Linked DNA regions of Zea mays: region 2 is linked to region 1. Evidence: chromatin contacts called from public Hi-C data. All regions are on one chromosome and are shown on one strand. The core of a region is the stretch at or near the end of the contact, and the rest is flanking DNA. Distances in the headings are between cores, read along the strand shown.

What was found. A called contact is a pair of places that touch in the nucleus more often than the background predicts.
Region 2: a contact with region 1 is called in a Hi-C map of bundle sheath, with 6 times the contacts expected there. The contact joins the promoter of LOC103638770 here to the promoter of LOC109623449 in region 1. A contact is called at or near these places in 2 of 25 Hi-C or Micro-C datasets (bundle sheath and ear).

The regions. Positions count from the first base shown.
Region 1 is chr9:103,786,097-103,790,503 of Zm-B73-REFERENCE-NAM-5.0, reverse strand. It overlaps LOC109623449, which reads right to left and starts at 2,533. Exons shown (of 7, transcript NM_001348467.1): 1 at 2,231-2,533.
Region 2 is chr9:104,321,678-104,325,888 of Zm-B73-REFERENCE-NAM-5.0, reverse strand. LOC103638770 reads left to right here and starts at 2,697. Exons shown (of 4, transcript XM_020544073.3): 1 at 2,697-3,408; 2 at 3,551-3,775; 3 at 3,865-4,080. The coding sequence starts at 3,364.

The DNA of each region.
Region 1 (4,407 bases), core at 1,284-3,783:
ACCATTCAACACATATTTTTTAATGTTATTTTGTAAGATTTCTTTGGCGTGTTTTTTACATTTGGAACTCAACTGCCAAAGAATTTAAATGATGTATTGTAACCATTAAAGTGTGCTAGCAGAGCGATATAATATGCTAAAGTTGTTGATAGGTGCTTCTACGTTATGTTGGGCCGTACTGCTATCAAGAAATTACATTATTTTTTAGAAATGTCGACTAAAAACTTTCATGCAGGTTGTATTCAGGGGACATAGTGGCTAAGGCTCTGGGCACGATTGCAGTGACTTATTGGTCAACAGGAGATGCAGATTTTAGCTTGCCAAAACTTGGAGTCAGTAGGACAGTAGCTATGCAATTTTTTTTGACTCCTATTGACGGTCATCGTTTTTTTAGGATTGGTCAATGATGCCAAACTCTGTCATAATGTCCTATAGCTTTTGCGAGTGAATTTATAACCACGGATATTTCTCTCCAATAATTTGCGACTGATACCTTGTCTTCGATGGGGTTGAAGCCGGAACAATCGGTCCGTCTCAAAATATTAATCATTTTAGTTTTTTTATTTTTATATCTATGTTTAAATGGATGATAATGAATCTAGAGAGTAAAACAAATATATTAATTATCGTATAAATCAACTAAAAAGGTAAAAACGAATTTTTATTTTAGGATGGATGGAGTATTATCTAAAAAAATTACTTCAAATAAGGATCCAAACAAGTCTAAATGTAGTCATCAAATCAGACAGACCAGTGACGGAGCACAAATGAAAAGCGAGGTATGGAAATGAAAAGCAAGGTATGGCAGTGGAGAACTGTAGATGCCAGGTAATGCAGGCGTCGTCGTGTAGGGTTGCGGAGCTGCGCACGACTTTGAGGTAGGGTGGGGCGCGAGGCATGAGCGCTATGGGTCTAGGCTATAGAGCAGTGTGAGTGCAGAACTGTCGATGGAGACTTGTGGCGCGTCTGTGGCAAGGATATGAAGAGTGAGACATCGGATGGGAGGTGGGGTGAGTTGGACATAAAGGCCTTGAGTGCAAGGCACTAAGGCAGTAAATCGACGAGTGCTCGCACTAGAAGGGCATGAAGAGGAGGTCAGCGGACGACGCCATGGAAGAGTGAGGAGACGCGCTTCATCGACAGCTTCGCCTTGCCATCTCACTCTCGACCTTGGTGTTCTCTGTCCACTACTGTCTGAGCCTGAAGCACCGGTTCCTCACGATGGAGGATGGAGTAAGGTATGGCGAGCATCATAGCTCGGCATACCGAGCGCTCCGCCACTGATAATGCCCTTCCATAGCCCAACTCAGCCATATACTCACCTTTAGCTCCCAAACATGTGTGAGATTCAACCCGGTCCATTTTGAATATAATAATTCTCAAAAACATGTCGGCCAGCTTTCAATGCCTGGCCTAGCTACGACCCAACCACTTATTCATGAAGTATCCAACTATACCCGATCAGGAACTAAAAAATGGTCCCCTCCGCGACTTTGGTGTAGCATTTGAAGCCGTCATACTCCAACCCAGAGGTGAAAGAACCTAAACATGCTTCTGAAACCGTAAAAAAAAGAACTTTTATGCAATCATGGGTGCATCCATGGTTCCTGACCTTCGTGTTATATCCGATACTCCCCAACTATCCGAAGAAACAGACAATACTTTGTTTTTCGAAGAACTAGTACTAAAATGTTATAGTCAGACTATCTTCAGTAGCTTATCCATATCTATATCTATATCTATATCTATATTTAAACTTTATTCTGCGAATAATACAATCTACAGAATAAAACGGTATTCAGGGTAAACTTCAGCTGAACCGATGTAGTCGGCCTCGGAGTCAGATGCGTTGAACAGCTAGATATGGTACACTGGTTGCTGGGACGGGTAATGGTCAACAACCAGCCTCCAAAACCAAAACGATAACGTACTATAGTCCCTGGAGATCTGCGCTGGCAGAAAGAAAGCTAAAAAAATAAAAAATTGCGAGGGCACAAGCTTCTAGTTCTAGCCTGCCAAGCTCAACCTGACCGAGCGGAGAGGTTCTTAATCCTCCTATTCCTATCTTAGCGACGACGACGGACGACCCATCCAAAGAACTACGTGGAGAGATTTATGAGGTCGACAAGCTATAAGGCTATAATAACTAGCTAGGTAGGTAGGATCGGAGTCGGAGAAAACAAGCCAAGGAGTCGGCGGTGGGGATGGCGAAGCGGGTGTGTGGGCGCACCTTGGGAGAGAGCAGTACGAAGGGTGGCGGCGGCGGCGGCGTCGGCGGCCATTCTCTCTTGCTGCCGACTCCGGGCTCCTGGAGAAGTGAGTGCCTTCCTGCCTGCCTCTGTCCGCCTCCTTGGAGCAGCAGGTGATAGATAGATATAGTTCACGGAGCGGAGCGCGCGGGCGGGCGGGCAGGCTCAGTTTTTTTTATGCGAATGGCGTAATGGTAGTTACCCTTTATTCAGAGGTTGTTTGGGGACAGGGCAAGGAGACAGAGGAGTCCCGACCCGAGGATGAAGAGATCAGAGGTGGACACAGCGATCCAGTTCGAGTGACCACCGAGGCCCGAGCAGCATGTCCACGTCGCGGATCCCCTCCCCCTCAGCTGCGGCCTGCGGAGCTGCCCCGCGCCTTCGTTCGCCCTTCGCTTTCTCAATGGCCGAGCGCAACCGCACGCACAGGCACGGCGGCGGCGGCTGCCGGCCGCGGGCACTCACTCTCGTAACGGGTGACGTTACCTTCTGCGACTTGTGGGAGCACAAGGAGAGAAAAACGTTCATTGTTGTACGCGCGTGCGTCTATAGTTGTAGTACTATAGAACAGAGGAAAAGGTTGCGGAGAAGCGCCGCCTGCGCGCCGGACTAAATGTTTATGGCTTTGGTTCGTGATCAGTTCAGTTCGATTTGGATCGACTTGTTTAAATTTTTTATGAGCTGAGTTATAAATCTATTTTGGTTGGTTAACGAGCTAGATCGGTTTGTTAACGAACCGGCTCGTGAGATAAACGAGATATCACGAACCGCTGGAGATCTTGAATATTGGAATAGGGACAGCTGGAGGTACTCTCACGCCGTTTCGAAACACAGCGGAGCGATGTGCATGTGTCTGTCTGTGTCCACAGGAATGAAGTGCACCGCGTGGCGTGGGCGCGTGGCAACCGCGGAGAGCGCTCCCTCGAATTAAAATAACATGGAAGGGAATGAAGTGCGACAGGTTGTAGGTTGGGCGTTGAATTTTGCTGCTCAGCAGGGTCATCACGTGTGGACCGCCGGTCAGTGGATGGTGCGAGGTCACGTCGACCAAGGAAGGATTCAAGCACGACGAGGCCACAGACGGATTCGTTTCTCGCCGGGAAATCACCGAATTTCGGTGAAGATTAAAGATTTCCCGAATTTCTGTGAACTTTTCTGTTTTTGCTGCAGAACGAGATGCGAATTTCGGTCCGTTTTTTATGGATTTCGGTTTCAAATTCAAAAATATAATTTTGTGGGCTGATTGGTTCGCTTGGTGAGGCGTTTGGCTGATTGGTTGAGTCTAAATGAAGCTTGGCCTTAGATGATATATATAGTTTATATAATATAAGCCTAGAACTTTCAATATCTAATGTAAACCTAAGTCATACGTGACATCCGGTTGAGCCGAACTAGGTTCGGGTGTTTATAAAAAGATCCAGACCTATAGGGATTAGGGTTTAGGGGTTTGGAGGTGGTTGTAACCGCGTGAGGTGCGAGTGGTGGCGAGCGACGGCCGGACGTCGACGACGACTTCCTGCGGCGCGAGACGTGAGCGGCGGTCCCAAGCGACATCGGCGCTCCCAAGCGACATCGGCGAGCGGCGGCCGTGACTGCCTGAGGCGCGAGCGGTGGCGGCGACCGCGACTTTCCGAGGCCCGATCGGTGGCGGTTGCGACGACCTTTCGAGGAGCGAGCGATGATGGATGCGATGACCGTCCGTGTGGCATCTGAAGACAACGATCTCTTCCGATGAGGAGCATCGGAGGGCGTCCTCCTCCAACGAGCACCTTCGATAGATCTGATGTCTTGAGAGGCGTCCTTTGATCTGGCAGACTTGGGATCGTCCTCCAGTAATGAACTATCTGATCCTTGTTTATGCCATCGATGGTTATGTTTTATGCCTGCTACTTACACTATTTATGCATTCCAGTGATGATTTTTACGATGATGGATATGATTTTTACGTCTACCATAAAATTGTACCTAATTTCGGAGGGCCTGTTGGTGGAACCGATATTATGTTTTTTATCAATTATGTTACACGGTGTATGTATTTATACGACTTTGTATAATAATTTATGCTCACGTGAATCATGTCATTTTATTTTTTGCATGTGTGCAGTGGAAACGAAAATATCGTCCAAAATTTGCTCGCATGCAATTGAAACTCCCACGA
Region 2 (4,211 bases), core at 1,448-3,947, 540 kb before region 1:
GCACCGAGCAGCAGGTCGCGGACACCCGCCGAAGCAGGGAGAAGGAGGAAGTTGTCGGGGTGGGAAGGTCTGAGCTCGAAGTCGCCCGCGCGCACCCCGGGCAACGCCAAGAAGGCCCGCCGCGCCTCGGCGATGGGGATGTCCCGCCGCCCGTTCCCAGCGCGCACCAGCAGAGAGGTGGCCAGAGAGTCCTCCTCGCCAGATATGTCGTCGCTACGGTCGATGAAGCACACCGCCACGGAGGGGCGCAGCAGATGGTGGCCGGGCAGCAGGCCCGTGGCCGCACTACCGTCGGCCACCCGGTGAGGGAGGTTAGGTGACGAAGGAGGAGTGAAGCCCTTCGCGTTGGAGCCACAGGGGGTGGAAGAACCCTCCCGACGAGCGTGCACAAACCTCCGCGGCGCCCCAGCCCCCGCCAGCCCGGCGCCGGCGCCGGACGCCCTGCGCGGCCTCTTGCAGTCCCGAGCCAGGTGACGGAACCCACGACAGTGGAGGCAGCGAGGCGGAAGTCGGCAGGTGGCGACGCGGTGGGAGGAGGAAAGGCAGTTCAGGCACTTACCCTCGAGGCACGCGGGCGGGCGCGCCGAACGGACCGCGGCGGAGGAGCCGCCAGGCCACGCTGGAGGAGAACAACGCTGCTGTGGCAGCACGCGCCGCCAACCATCGTGGTCAGGAGGGGAGACACGGCCGCGGCGACGGTGCCCACGTGGAGCAGCCGCGCTTGGACGACGCATCTCGCGGCGCGCAGCGGAGCGCGACCGGGTCGGCTCACGAGGACGGACGACGATGGAGCGTAGCCTAGGCGCCGCAGCTGGAGATGAGGAGCGACTCTGCGCCGCGGAAGTCCCGGCCCCCCGGTCGTTCTTGGCAGGAGCGCAAAGCAGGGCGCCCCGGTACGAGGCGGGGGCGCACGGCGGAGAGATCTCCCCCTCCTCCACCACGTCTGCCCACCGCAGGGGCTACCGACCCATCTTCAACAGGGTGGTCTGCGTTTATATATCTACGGTACAGATTGGTACATATTCGACTACAGAATGGCACAAGGCCGGCTACAACGCAAATTCTCATGCCAGAAAAGAAAAAAAAAGAAAAATCGTCACAAGAAAAAAATAAGGAAGAAGCTGAAATTCTTGTGAATGCATCTTGGAGCATGTACAAATAATGTGCATCGCTAGTAACATGACATAAACATGTTGTGGAAATTGGCACAGCGTGATGGTTAATTTGGTGGATATGGATCACGATTAGAAAGGAGATTCCTCGCACATGGATCCCCTCGTGATTCATATCCACCAAATCAGCTCTGGCCGTGGAAAAAAAACCCGTACAATCGATAATATAACACACACAAAAAAAACAGCAATTCGGGCCATATAGAATTGTGCATCATCCTTAACACGTCGCGCGCGTTTGAATATTTTTTTATTATTAGCAATACGTGGGAGATATTGCTGTGCTACATTTATTATAGATATAAGAGTGAACCGAAATATGTCTTATAATTTGTAGAGTAGAAACGTATTCCGCTGATAAATAAAATTAATTTTTTTCATATTCCACTCTATAAATTTGAGATAAGTTTATATCTGCAATTTAAAAAGTAAATTCTAATTGATCTAAAATCAGAACGGTGTGAGCCAAAGATTTTTTTTCTCCCCCTTTGAATAGAATAGCTATCATGACATAAACATGCTGCGGAAATCGGAACGGTGTGAGCCATATAGGCACTGTTTGGTACAGCTGCTGCTTGTTGAAAAAACAGCTTATCTGATAAGCTGGTAAAAAGCAGCTTCTGCTTGTTGACTGCTTTTAGTTCATTTTGAGAAGCAGCTGAACTGATAAGCTGCTACAGAAGCTGTCTGTTTGGCAGAACTTCGGCTTAAATTTGTAAAGAAGCTGAAAATAAGCTGTGCCAAACAGGGCCATACAGCCGTCATGGCGTATAGACTATAGTCCTAATCACGTTACCCTGTACGTGACGGTACACCTGTGCCGAGTAGTAGTACGTGTAAGAAATATAGCTTAGCCAAATCGGCACGGTTATTTATTACCACACATCCATCCGTCCATCCACTTGACGAACGGGACGGTACTTGGGGCCCAAGGCGGTGGTGTTGCGCAAGCGCGCAGACGGTGTCATTATCGTGGAGATTAATAAATAAACCGCAAGAGATTATCCGAACGCATGTCCGTGACAAAGGGGGAAAAAAGCACAAGATACAGTCTCTATCGGACGCGCGGTCTGTATTGCTCGGCGTGGGAATCCTCTCTTCTCTTCCTTTTTTTTTTCTCCTCCGTTTCATTATATGTATATTCCTTTTTCTGTGTACATATACAACAAGGATTTTTGAATTTGTGTGTGTCTGGTCGCTGGGGAATAGTTTCATTCATTTATGACGAAACGAAATGGAATCGTCGGATGGAGAATTTCAGCAATTACGTCAAAGGATGGGCGGGCGGGCGGGCGTGGAGCTAGCAAAGGATATTTCCTTCTTTTTTTTTTTTCTGGAGCTTCTAGCTGCTGTCGCAGGAAGGAGCCGTCGACACGTCTCCGGCGCGAGCGAGCCAAACCGCCTTGCATCGCGTCGCATCGGCGGCCACCGTTCCGTTCCGTTCCGTCCGCATTTTTCTTTCTTCCCATCCCATCTCTCTCTCCGCGCTGTGTCAAGGAAAAAGAGGGGAGCGAGGAGATATTTATATATATATATATATAATATCGCTATATACGTGTACATATAAAATAACAATAATAATTTTCGCTTTCGCTACGGCCCTGCTAGCTAGCTAGCTCTGAGTGCTGCGCGGCGCGATATATACTTTGGGACAACGACGACGACGACGCCGCCGAGAAAATTCTTGGATTTCCAGAAGGCCCCGATCGATCGACCGAGGCGGCGAATCATCCGTCCACTCGCTGGCCTCACCACCTCCCCGTGCGCAGCCGTCGTCGTCCTCTCCTCCCTTATCGATCGGGTTCCGGTTCCGGCCGCTCAACTCTTCTAGTCTTCTTCCTTCCTTTCCTTCCTTTCTCCCCCGTCCCGCTCTGGCCTCCTGCGTCCTGCTGCCCTGTGATTGAAGCAGGCAACGGCCGGCTGTTGGGACGGTAGATAAATAGTAAATCGGTTGATACTACTGCTGCTGCTGCTATTAACCGCTCGGGCTGGCCGGGGCCCCCCTCCTCCTCCTGTTGCTTCGATTCCATCACACATCAGCTTGGTGCATTCGTCTTCCTGCTTCCTCCTTGCTTCGTCTCTCTTCAGTTCAGTCTCCCCTTGGAGCGAGGATGCCTTGTGCAGCCTGGTCTGCAGGGCGGGGCTGAGTCGTCGTCGTCGGTGCAAAGACGACTGAGGGAAATATATATATATGTCAGCTGCTGCTGTAGCTCTGGAGGAACCTGCTGTACAAATGGTAAAGCAGAATTCTCTTGGTGTACGTCGTCGATCGCCTTTGCAATCGATGCTTGATTTGGAGGAGACGGCGCATGATATGATGGTGTGTGATTGGTGACTGATGGATTATAATTCGGTGGTATGGTACGTGCGTGCGGCAGGTGATGGTGAGCGTGGCGAGCCCGAGGAGCCCGGCGGTGCGGTCGGAGGAGGACCTGGGCCCGGCGTGGCTGCGGCCGCTGCTGGGCACGAGCTTCTTCGTGCCGTGCCGGCTGCACCCGGAGCTGAGCAAGAACGAGTGCAACCTCTTCTGCCTCGGCTGCTGCACGGGCGACGCCCTCTGCGCCTACTGCCTGCCGGCGCACCGAGACCACCACGTCGTCCAGGTCAGCGCGGCGGCGAGCGATTGATTGCCTTCTTCATTCTTGGCTTGGCATGTATATAATAGTTCTAGTCGGCGCATGCTGGCATGCAGATACGTCGGTCGTCGTACCACAACGTGATCCGGGTGTCGGAGGTGGGGAAGCTGATCGACATCTCCCACGTGCAGACGTACGTGATCAACAGCGCCAAGATCGTGTTCCTCAACGGCCGCCCGCAGGCCAGGCCCGGCAAGGGCGTCACCAACACCTGCCAGATCTGCTGCCGGAGCCTCCCGGACTCCTTCCGCTTCTGCTCCCTCGGATGCAAGGTTCCTCTTCTGTTTACTCATCTATTTCTTCTTCTTCTTCTTCTTGTTTTTTTGTTCCCCTCTCCCTCTCTCTCTTTCTCTCTCTACGAGAGCTATAGTGGCCGCATTTTTTGTCTGAGGCTGGGTACGGG